Linked DNA regions of Mus musculus: region 2 is linked to region 1. A link is a contact called in public promoter capture Hi-C data. All regions are on one chromosome and are shown on one strand. Each heading gives the region's core, a stretch centred on a gene start, on an enhancer-like site or on the middle of the called end of the contact. The rest is flanking DNA. Distances are from core to core; before and after follow the strand shown. Region 1 holds the start of Cyp2ab1 (cytochrome P450, family 2, subfamily ab, polypeptide 1). Region 2 has its middle 15 kb from the start of Abcc5.

What was found. Promoter capture Hi-C pulls out the DNA fragments that hold promoters and counts their contacts.
Region 2: a contact with region 1 is called in a promoter capture Hi-C map of 3T3-L1-derived adipocytes, with 2.0 times the contacts expected there. The contact joins the enhancer-like site here to the promoter of Cyp2ab1 in region 1. A contact is called at or near these places in 5 of 39 promoter capture datasets (3T3-L1-derived adipocytes, the HPC-7 cell line, embryonic stem cells and 2 more), 2 of 484 Hi-C or Micro-C datasets (nephron progenitors and pre-pro-B cells), 5 of 115 datasets of contacts at active chromatin or transcription factors (embryonic stem cells and pancreatic cancer cells) and 3 of 9 other capture datasets (adipose tissue, liver and pancreatic islet).

Annotation. Positions count from the first base shown.
Region 1 is chr16:20,321,306-20,327,296 of GRCm38.p6, forward strand. Cyp2ab1 (cytochrome P450, family 2, subfamily ab, polypeptide 1) reads right to left here and starts at 4,099. Exons shown (of 9, transcript NM_183158.3): 1 at 4,026-4,099; 2 at 1,593-1,701.
Region 2 is chr16:20,439,048-20,444,569 of GRCm38.p6, forward strand. No RefSeq gene overlaps it. Among named protein-coding and RNA genes, the nearest start is that of Abcc5, 15 kb to the left of the region's middle. Within about 2 kb of position 4,029, at least 10 of the 459 cell types and tissues checked have an H3K27ac peak or open chromatin away from gene starts, as enhancers often do. A contact at or near this core is called in 3T3-L1-derived adipocytes, where this site is marked.

The sequences.
Region 1 (5,991 bases), core at 2,849-5,348:
ATCATGGCAGGCTTTGTACCACAATTTTTAAAAGTGTCATGAGGTGCGGATAGAGGACATCAGAGTTTCATGAGAGGTTTTGGCGTAGATGAAGGCGTGTGTCCACAGCAACCGAGGCAATGACTGGGGCTCTAGAGAGAATCGATAGAGAAAATAGCTCCATCCTATACCTGCATATTCCACCTGGGCACCATCGATCCAGCTACATGGAGCAGGCATGTTTCTCAGAGCTTTCTCAGCGGACACAACATTTAAAGGCAACTCTTTACAATGGAAAACCTATCACCCTACTGGGAAATGTGTCTGACCAATCTTCCCAAGTGTGTTGGCCTTTGCCAGGCTTCCTCCCTCCCTTGCCCAAGGGTTCTAACAGCCTTGATTCTGGGAAACATGTCTGCCCAACCCTCCCAAGTGTGTTGACCTTTCACAGGCTTCCCCTCTCTCTTTCTCAAGAGTTACAGCATTCCGGCTGCTTAGGGCAGGACTCAGTTTCTAAAACAGAGACACACCCAGCACACTGGGCCACCATATTTCAAAGATGGCAGGTGTCAGGAACATGGAAGCCCCCAGGAACAAAAACCTCTATTTCTCAGCCTCAGTGACTGAGCAGTGGTCACAAGGTTCTTTTTAGGGGACTTCCATGTATCATATGGTTGACCTTGGTAAAGCTCCCCACAACTTGTTTCAGGCCCTTGATAGACTCCTTAGGGTCAGCCACACTGCAACCTAGGCCATGGGGGCATTTCTTTTTAGAATTCTGGAAAAAGAATGGACAAAATACAGACCACCTCCCATGCCATTATTACTCTAAAAACTGTGGTAATACAATATGCCCTTTTTGAGGCATGCACACATATTTCTAAACTGCTTCATGAAGTACTGGGAAGTATGTTTCACTTCTTTTGTTTGTTTGTTTTGGTTTTTCGAGACAGGGTTTCTCTGTATAGCCCTGGCTCTCCTGGAACTCACTTTGTAGACCAGGCTGGCCTTGAACTCAGAAATCTGCCTGCCTCTGCCTCCCGAGTGGTGAGATTAAAGGCATGTGCCACCACGCCCGGCTCGTATGATTCACTTCTATTTACACTTGGTGAGGTAAAGTCACTTGCAAGAGGTGGGAAGACTGTAATTCAGTGTCTGTATCCAATTCAGTGTTCTTTTCATAGTTGCCTCCAGGTGGGGCAGTGGAGGCTCTGAACCAACACTGGAAAAGGAAACACCTAAAGGTGAAGGGAGACATAGAGGACCCCAAAGCTTGCCATGCCTGTGGAGTTCTAATGCAGCCATAGAAGAATAGGCTGCTGCCTGTCTCCTGTGAGTAACTACATCCATAATTCTTCTCCTAGTGCCAGGAAGGTAGAGGGTCCCTGGTGGAGACCTACAGAATCAATCAAGAACCTTTTCCAGGCCTCTAGATAACAGTGGATATGGAGGATTACAGCTTGAGCCTCAACAGCTGAAGGGAAAGGAGAGAGAGGGGGCACATGCTCCAGAGTTCTAGAGTTATTCATCCAATCATAATGTCTGTACTGTAGGCAGGTTTTCAAATATTAAATATACTCAAGATAACCAAAAGGAAAGATTAAAAATCTTACCAAGGATAAGGGAAACAAGCTGAGACAACCACACGACGTGAAACACATGGCGCGTTGCAGAGCTCCTGAACTCAGCTTGGGGAGCCGAGACTTTACCTAGAATCAGACTCTGAAAATGGACTGGATCACCACGTGCTAGACACAACATCAGCAGAGCCTACTACAGGCGCAGGGGCAAAGCACTGATGACATCCTGTAACAACATGGTTCTGGTGGCATGTTCTCAGGGCAGGATGTGATCTTGTAGGAATAGGGGATGGTGTACATCGTCCCACGGTGTCATTTCTTTTAGCAAAACATTGCTTTGCCTAGCTAAGTATGAATGGTATACCAGAAGGCATGACTGACTGCCCCAGCCCTGTATTCTCCACTTGTTTATGGAGGAATGGGCACAGAGATATTTCTATCTCAGTGCCAAACAGTACCTGGCACTTACTGGATGTTCAATAAATGTTTTTGGGAGTGGGGAGGAGAACATACTAAAGCCCAAGTGCCAGGAAGCTGTGAGAGAAGAGGGCAGTGGAATGGGGAGTTAGGCAGCTGAGGGTCCCGAGGACTGGAGGAAGCACTGTGAGATGGTGTCAGGGTAGGCACAAAGCACACTGCTTCTCAGCACCATCAGAATTGCTCCAGGGCATGCCTGCTTGATCCTGTCAAGGCCACTAAGATGGGCCAGAACCCATCCCCAAACCTTGAAACCAACTGTTCTAAACAAAATTAGTATATTCACCCTAAGTAATATGTGTCCATAGGTCTATCTGGATGATACTGGGCCAGTCTCTATGAGTTCAACGTCAGCCTGGTCTACCTAGCAGACTCCTGGCCAGCCAAGACTACACAGAGGAGCCCTGCCTCAAAAACAGGAAAACAAACAAGCAAAGGAGGAGGAGGAGGAGGAGGAGGAGGAGGAGGAGGAGGAGGAGGAGGAAGAGGAGGAGGAGGAGGAGGAGGAGGAGGAAGAGGAGGAGGAGGAGGAAGAGGAGGAGGAGGAGGAGGAGGAGGAGGAGGAAAAACCACTTCATTAACCAACAAAATCCAACTGGGCATACTGACTGGTCAGTAGCTACTTTCTTATTTTCTCACTTTTTTTTTCCAGTTTATCTGACGGTTCAGGACACTGAGACTGTAACAGTAATGGAAAAGGAAAGGAGGGGCCTTCCTTTTCAGGGCGGGGTGAGGGAAGGAGTGCAAGTGACTGAATCTGGAGAGGGGTGCTGTGGGTTAGCTCAGTGATGCAACTGGCACGCACGAGTTAGTAACACATACACACACCACCCACACCCTTCCTTCTGAAACAAGGGACAGGAGAGTTGGAGGTGAGCTAGGGCGGCTAGCCATGAAGATGAGGGCAGTGGCACTATAAACCAAAGACTGCTGTTGAGGTGCCTGGTATGTGAGACATGCCTAGTGGGGTCCCTTGGCAGCTAGTGAGGAACAGTGCTAAGAGAAGCCAGTCACATCTAAGGGCCCTTGTCCAGTTCCCGGAGAGAAAAGGGAGAGAAAAAGGACATATTTAGTAGCCAGGAGAGTACTTTCTTTTGTGGCATGAAGCAAAAGAAGCAATGTAGGAGGGGAACTGAGAGATGAGAGAACAAATCAGAAGAAAGTTGGTGTAAACTGTAGCAGCAAGGGCAGCAGGGAGATTGGTGTAGATGTCCCCTCTGCTGTTGCGTCCCTCTCTGGAAAATGAACACAGTGCATAGAGGCAGTGGTTTTGGTTTGACAGTGCTGCCCAGCAGCTCTTCTGTAACAGCAGAGAAGAGCTACACCTGCACCGCGTAACACGAAGCGGGGGCGAGGAGACAGAGAGAGACAGAGAGAAAGAGACAGAGAGGTGACAGTTTTGATTTCCCTCCCTTGAGACAGGCTCTATGTAGCTCACTCTGGCATGGAGCTTGCGATGCTCTTGCCTCAGACTCCCAAGTGCTGGTTCTAGAGGGAGGCACCCCTGCAACTTACTGAAACATTGAATTTTTAAATTTTAAGCCATAGAGGCAAGTCCTCAAATTTTCAAAACTGTAATATATATATAATTTTTATACTTTTAATTTTTATTAAAAAACATGTTTTTTCATACAGTGTATTCTGATCATGGAGTCCCCCTTCTTCAGCTCCTCCCAGATCCTCCCCATCTCCACAGCCACCCAACTCCACATCCTTTCTTCCTCAACAAATAAAAAACAACAGCAAACCTAGAACAGGACAAAATAGGCAAATGGGGGAAAATAGCCAAAGAAAAATAACAAGAAACACATACAGACACACACACACACACACAAATCCCATAAAAACACAAAATCAGAAAACATAATATAAGATCTCTAAGGTTAAAAAGTAAGAAAGGAAGAGAAAGAGGGAGGAAGAGGGAGGGAGGGAGAGGGAGGGAGGGAAGAAGAAAGGAAGGTAGGTAGCTCCAGACAAAGCATTTCGTACCTTTGTTCTCTAGTACTATCCAGACAAAAACTCTCCAAAAATACCACTGACTTTGTTTTGTTTTGGTCATCTACTGCTGGGCATGGTGCCTGCCTTTAGGTGTGGTTTGTATAACCCTTGATATACTGTTCGAGAAAATTCATTATTCCTTTGTAAACAAGTGACAATTGGCCTCTGGGTTTATGCTCACTTCCCTTTTCAGGACTGGAACTCTGCCTGGGTTTCAGGACACGCCCTGTGCATGCTGCTAGGCTCTGTAAGTCCATCTGTCCTATTATATCTAGAAGACATCGTTTCTTTGGTGTCCTTTATCCTTATTGGCTCTTACAATCGTTCTGCCACCTCTTCCATAGAGTTCTCTGAGCACTGAGGTGAAAATTGTCCTTTCAATTTCTGTAAAGGATTGTGTTGGACTTTTGATGGGAATTGCACTGAATTGCTGTTGGTAGGATGCCATTTTTTTTCTGATCTGATCCATGAGCATGGGAGATCTTTCCATTTTCTGGTATCTTCTTCAATGTCTTAAAAATTTTATAATGCAAGTCATTTGCTTGTGTTGGGGTGACCTTCCCTAATGTTGTTCTTGTTTGACTAGAGTTACCCCAACACACACACACACACACACACACACACACACACACACACACACACACACACACAATGAGGTTATTGTGGAAGGTGGTATTTCCCTGATTTGTCATTTGTATATAGGAAAACTACTGATTTTTGGTGTTAATTTTGTATCCTGCTACTTTGCTGAAAGTGGTTATGAGCAGTCAAAGTTTATTGGTATAGATTTTAGTGTCATTTATGTATAAACATAAAAGATACATTGGCTTCTTCCCTTCCTGTCTGTATCCCTTTGATCTCCTTCAGTTGTCTTACTGCTCTAGCTAAGACTTCAAGCATTATATTGACCGGGGATGGAGAGAGTGGCCATCCTTGTGTTGTTCCTGGTTTTAGTGTAATTGCTTTGAGTTTCTCTTTGCTGGGGTTAATATTGCCTGTGGGCTTGCTGTAAAGTGCCTTTATCATGTTGAGGTGTATCCCTTGTAGCCCCAGTCTCTCCAGGCCTTCTCTTCATCTAATGAGATGCACCTGTGGTTCATGTCTTTCAGTCTGTTTATGTGGTGGATTACATTTTACAGTTTATGTAGAACCATTCTCTAGAATGAAGCCTATTTGATCATGGTGGATTTTTTTTTTGCATGTGTTCTTATATTCAGTTTGCAAGTATTTTATTGAGAAGATTTGCATCTATGTTCACAAAGGAATTTGGCCTGTATTTTTTTTTTTCTTTGTTGGGTCTTTGTGCAGTATCAGGATAACTGTGGTCTCATAAAATGAATTAGCCAAAGCTCCTGCTTCTATTTTGTAGAATACTTTGAAGACTGTTGCCCTTAATTATTCTTTGAATGTCTGGTAGAATTCTGTGCTAAGTCTATCTGCACCTGGGTGGTTTTTGGTGGAGGGACTTTTAAGTACTGCTTCTGTTTCACTAGGAGTTATCAGTCTGTTCAAATTGCTTATGTAATAGTGATTTAATATTGGTATAACATTGGTAGGTGGTATACATCAAAAATTTTATCCATTTCTTTCAGGTTTTCCAATTTGATGGAATACATATTTTTAAAGTATGCCTTTATGGTTATATGGATTCCTTCATTGTCTGTTATGTCCCTGTTTTTATTTCTAATTGTATTAATTTGGATCTTCTCTCTCCATCGTTTAGTAAATTTGGGTAAAGGTGTATCAATCTTACTTTCTCAAGGGACCAATTCTTCCTTTCATTGATTCTTTGTATTATTTTTGTTTTTTCTTCAGCCAAGCTTGATTACTTCCTTTGGGTGTGATTTGTGTTCTAAAGCCTTCAGGTGTCCTATTGAGTTGCTGATATAATCTCTCTCTCTCTCTCTCAGCACTTAGTGCTTACATTGAGTCCCATAGGTTTGGTTATGTTGTGTTT
Region 2 (5,522 bases), core at 2,779-5,278, 120 kb after region 1:
AGACACACCACACACCTTTAATTCCTCCGGCTGGAATACAGGCATGCCCTTAGAACACACTTTAATCCCTAATAATGAAGGTAAGGTAAGTTTTTAGAAGGAAGCAGCCATAGTTGAAAGTGCCAGCTAATTGAAGGGCAAAGTGATGAATCAAAGAAGGATTTGACAGAATGAGTCAGAGATCGGCTATGCCCAACTGTCATGAGCACAGCACAGGCTACTTAAAGAGAGGCTACTTAAGAGCAGTGCAGGGCCGGGTGGCGCACGCCTTTAATCCCAGCACTCGGAAGGCAGAGGCAGGCGGATTTCTGGTCTACAAAGTGAGCTCCAGGACAGCCAGAGCTATACAGAGAAACCCTGTCTCGAAAAAAAAAAAAAAAAAAGAGCAGTGCAGGGAGAGATAGTCAGTCAGAGCATGGGAAGCAATTGAGTTCCTTTGTGAGTTCTGTTCAGTCTGTGATGTTCATGCAGTGCAGGTCAACAGAGGCAAGTGAAGCTAAAGAATAAGAAGGATCCAGACGCTTTAATCCCAGCACTCGGGAGGCAGAGGCAGGAGAATTTCTGAGTTCGAGGCCAGCCTGGTCTACAGAGTGAGTTCCAGGACAGCCAGGGCTACACAGAGAAACCCTGTCTCAAAAAAACAAAAACAACAAAAAAAAAAGAAGGATCCAGACGATTAGAACAAATTGCCAGAGTTAGTTCGAAGCTAAGCAGAGCAATTCAGTGAGAAGACAAGAGAAGCCAGATTGAATCAGTAGCTTGGAGAGGAGTTTGAGCCAAAACAGCTAAGTTGAATCAGCCAGCCAGAGATCAGAAAGAGCTAGAAAGGTGTGGGGAATTGCAGGCTGGTCTCCAGTACAGCTGAACCCCGATGGTCATAATTCACCTACGTGACACGGTAGGGGTTCCCTCATGCTCCTGGAACTCTGGCCTCTGCCTAAGTTACCACCTCCCATAGCCCCCAAAAGAGAAGCATGATCAGTAGTCACATAGACAATGGCCCAGGCTTCTGACCTTCAGGCTAAACTCCTCCCCAGTTACCTAGCAACAGTAAAGACCATAAAAGGGCCTGTTAGGACCCCACCTTGCTCTCTTACCTCTTACTTCTAACTCTCTTACTTCTCACTCCTCACTCTCACCCTCTCTCTCCCCTCTCTTTGTCTTCTCCCTTCTTCCTTTCTCTGTCTTCTCTCCTCTCTCCCTTTTACACTTTCTCTCTAGCTCTCTCTCTCTCTCTCTCTCCCTTCTACCTTCTCTCTTTCTCCCTGCCTTTCTATAATAAAGCTCTTAAACCATAAAGAGTCTCTGCTCCATCAATATCCGCTGCACACTCTGGTCAGTGTTGGGAATCTCTTCCCTCATCCCTCTCTCCTATAACCCCGGGGTGACAGGGTGTCACCTCGGGTCCCCGGTCAGGGACTGCCCTTTGTCCACTCCGTGCTGAGTGGGGTCAGAGGCTTAGATGCCCACCCGGGGCCAAATGGAAAGTGTCTGGCAGCTCTCCCCATGTCTGCCTGCCCAGAGCACAGGAACTCTGGCCAGACATGGGCTATTTCTTCCCTCTTCTTCCCCAGCCCCCCCCCCTTTATTTTTTTGTTCCCAACAGAAAGGCAGTGTTTATTCAGCAGTAAGTCTCTAAGACATTTATATCTGGTAACTAAAAGATATGTTTACATGCAGGCTCATGTTTCTCTAGCTTTCTTATACTGTCCAGAGGTGGTACTGCCAATATCAGGCTAGACCCTCCTATATCAATTAAAAATCAACAAACCTCTCATAGACATGTCCTTAAGTCAATCTGATCAAGGTAATAATTTCAACTGAGGCTTTTTTTCTTTTCAGATGACTCTAGTCTGTTGACAGCTACAGCTAGGAAGGACATATCCCTAAGTTAAGACAAATTCAGGCAGTAAGACCAACAAAAGAAATAGAAACTTTCTGATAATTCAACCTGTTGAGGATTAAAAAGCTGGAACACAAGGAAAATATGACATAAATCAAGGTCATGAACACGGATATTTAAATTGTTGTATCTAGGTGGCCCAGTTAGCTCTATCACCTTGACATAGCCTAAAATCACCTAGGGGGAAAAGGTCTTAATTGAGTAATTGTCTTTATCAGGTTGGTCTGTTGGACACATCTGAGAGGGACTGTCTTGATTATTGATTAATGTATCAGGGTCCAACTCAATGTGGATGGCACCATCCCTGGGAGAGTGGTCCTGAGCTATATGATGAAGTCAGTGAGAGTGCCAGCAAGCAATGCTCCTCCCAGATTCCTGCCTGCAGGTTCCAGCTCTGAGGTCTCCCAGTGATGTGTTATGACCTGGAAGTGTAAGCCAAATACAGCCAAGTTGCTTTGGTCATAGTATTTGTCACAGCAGCAGATGTCAAACTAGAACACAAGTTCAAGGTCTCCTGAGAGCACAGGGAAGAGTAGAGGTTTTGTAAGTGACATTTCAATAATGAAGTGATGGCCTGAGGTGAGGGATGGGGGTTGGAGGGCAGGGTATAAAACTGCAGGGATGAGGAAAAGGAGATCCAACATCATGTTTCTCTCATGTCATGGTTTCTCTAGATCTCATACAATCCATTTGTAAGGTGGAGCCCAGATGAATGTGGCTACGTCAGTATGACATCCAAGAACCTATGAATTCAGGATCTCCTCATCAAGAAGCTATATTAGGACTGAAAGAATCAAGAAAGAAATCATGTGCTGGAGAGATAATTCTGCTGTTAAGAGCACTTACTGCTTTTCTAGAGGTCCTGAGTTCAATTCCCAGCAACCACATAATGGCTCACAACTATTTGTAATGGGATCTGATGCCCTCTTCTGGTGTGTCTGAAGATAGCTACAGTGTACTCATATAAATAAATTAAATAAATAAATCAAGAAAGAAAGATAGAAAGAGAGAGAGAGAGAACACCATGTAGTTATTAGGGTCTAAGATTTGATTTTTTTTTTTTTTTTTTTTAGAAAAGAGCAGAGTTTAGAGGCTGGGTGAGATGACTTAGAGGGAGTGGTGGTGTACATGAGTGGTTCCCACAGGCTAATACATTTGAATACTCAGTTGGTGGAACTGTTTAGGACATGTGTCACTAGGGATGGGCTTTTGGGTTTCAAAAGACTTCCACAGAGCCCATCTCTACCTCCTGCTTGCTGATCAGATGTGAGCTCTCAGCTGTCTTGCTGCCGTGCCTTTGCTCTGCCTTCACAGGCTCTAATCCTCTAAAGCTTTAAGCCCCAAGTCAAATACTTTTTTATAAGTTTCCTTGGCCATAGTGTTTTGCTACAGCAGTAGAAAAGTAATTAATGTAGAGGGTAAAGATGGGTATGGTGACACACACCTTTAATCCCAGCACTTGGGGAAAAAAAGAGGCAAATCTCTGAGTTCAAGGCCAGCCTGGTTTACAGAGTGAATTCCAGAACAACCAAGGTTACACAGAGAAACCCTGTGTCAAAACAACAGCAACAATAATAATAGTAAAATTATAGGTGGACAGAAGATAGATAGATAGACAGACAGACAGACAGACAGATAGACAAAAATCACTACCAAGCCTAAAATCCAACTTGAGTTTAATGTCCAGGACCTCCATGCTGGAAGGAAGGAGATAACTCATATGTGTAAGTTGTTCTCTTTTCTACACATGAGCACTATACCACTTGGGTGTGTACACACACATACACACACACATAATAAAGAAATAAATTCAATAAAAATGTTTTTAAAAGAGAGTTTATATTGGATAGCTTATAATGTTTTGAAGATTGGTGGGGAAAATAGAAGGGAGAATGCTGTGAGAAAGACAGAAACCAAAGCTGGAATGGTCTAAGAAAGACCAGACCTGACAATGAATGAACAGGTCTAGCTGTCTTCAGTCAAAGCTGCATCAAGAATAGGAAGCTGACTCTGGTGGTGTCTGCCACCTGCAGATCTTGTCATTGCCCTTTGATGAGTGGGAACTGTGCACTTGCCCTGGCCCTTGCACCTACTCGGGATACTCCTTAAAATAGAACAGCAGACAGTTTTGTGTGAGAGGTCAGTCAGCAAGTTGGCAACAGTGAGTGAACCTTGGTTAAGGACCCAGAATCTGGTGCTGAGGCACCCAAGCAGACAGCGAAGACTCAGGAGCACCTGAGAAGGCTGGGGAATTGAGATCTCCTTGGAAGGAGAAAACATGGTACTGGGCATGAAGGAAATGTTTTGTCATCCTTCAAATACACCATAGAAGCTTCCTGGAACAAGAGAGAGCCAGTGTTTCCAGCACTCCTCTAGCAGCAATGAACATGACTGTAGTCACCAACCACAAGAACCAAATCACTTTTGTGCACTCGGAGGCCGCGGTTATGATTTTCTCTGCAGGGTCACGGAGCTGGATGCACGCTCCAGAAGTTGAATCTTTAATGACAGACCTCCAATTCTAGAACAGTACCTAGTACTCAGCAAATACCCATCAGATAAACCTTCTCTAGAGAGACAAACAGAAGCTCCAAAGCCTGTCATTCCTTAAATACTACTGGAACTTTTAAAGAGCAGGAATTTTTATGTTTTATTTTATAAAGATATAAAAGTGATTTTTAAAAAAGTCTTAGATACTGTGGTGGTTTGAATAAAAATACCCCCCCCCATGGGGTCATAGATTTGAATGCTTAATGAACACCAAGGCTTGGCACTAATAGGTGTGCCTTTGTTGGAGGAAGTGTCCCTGGAGGTAAACATTGAGATTCTGAAAGCCCAAAGTAAGTCCCTCTCCCTCTCTCACTACCGCCTGCTGATCTGATGTAGAACTCTCAGCTGCTTCTCCAGCACCACATCTACATGCCGCCTGCCATGCTTCCCACCATGCTGATAATGGACTGTATCCATGAATTGTTAATCTGCACTGAGCTTCTGGGTCATGGACCCTCTGCACCCACCCAAGATCTCTGCATTCACAAATGAAAGACACTCGCGCACACACACACACACAAGCGTGCAGGCAGTGATATTTTTAATATGCCTTACTAGCTCAATGGTTGGGCCTGAACCTGCCTGTGGCTAGCACACACTCCCCTCCGATATTCATGAGTTAACACTTTCTAAATCTATATTTTATCTTTGCTGTTCTCCTTCCTTCTAGGCAGGCCTCCCATGAGGCCGCTTTCCCCTTGTACCTATATTTCAGTCACCTCACCCTCCTCTCTTTCATGGCATGGTCAGTTCTATGCCCCTCTCATGGTCGAATTCCTTCTTCCTTTTTAAAAAAAAAAATTTTTTTTTCCTCTTTATTTTTTCTTTAATTCTTTCTTCCTTTCCCCTGCGTTTCTTGCCCAAGAATCTTCTTATGCCTCCTTCACCCTGCCCAGTCATTGACCATTGACTCTTTATTGATTAATCAAAAACCAATTGTGGGGCTAGAGAAATGGCTCAGTGGTTAAGAGCACTGACTGCTCTTCCAGAGGTCCTGAGTTCAATTCCCAACAACCACATGGTGGCTCACAACCATCTATTATAGGGATCCGATGCCCTCTTCTGGTGT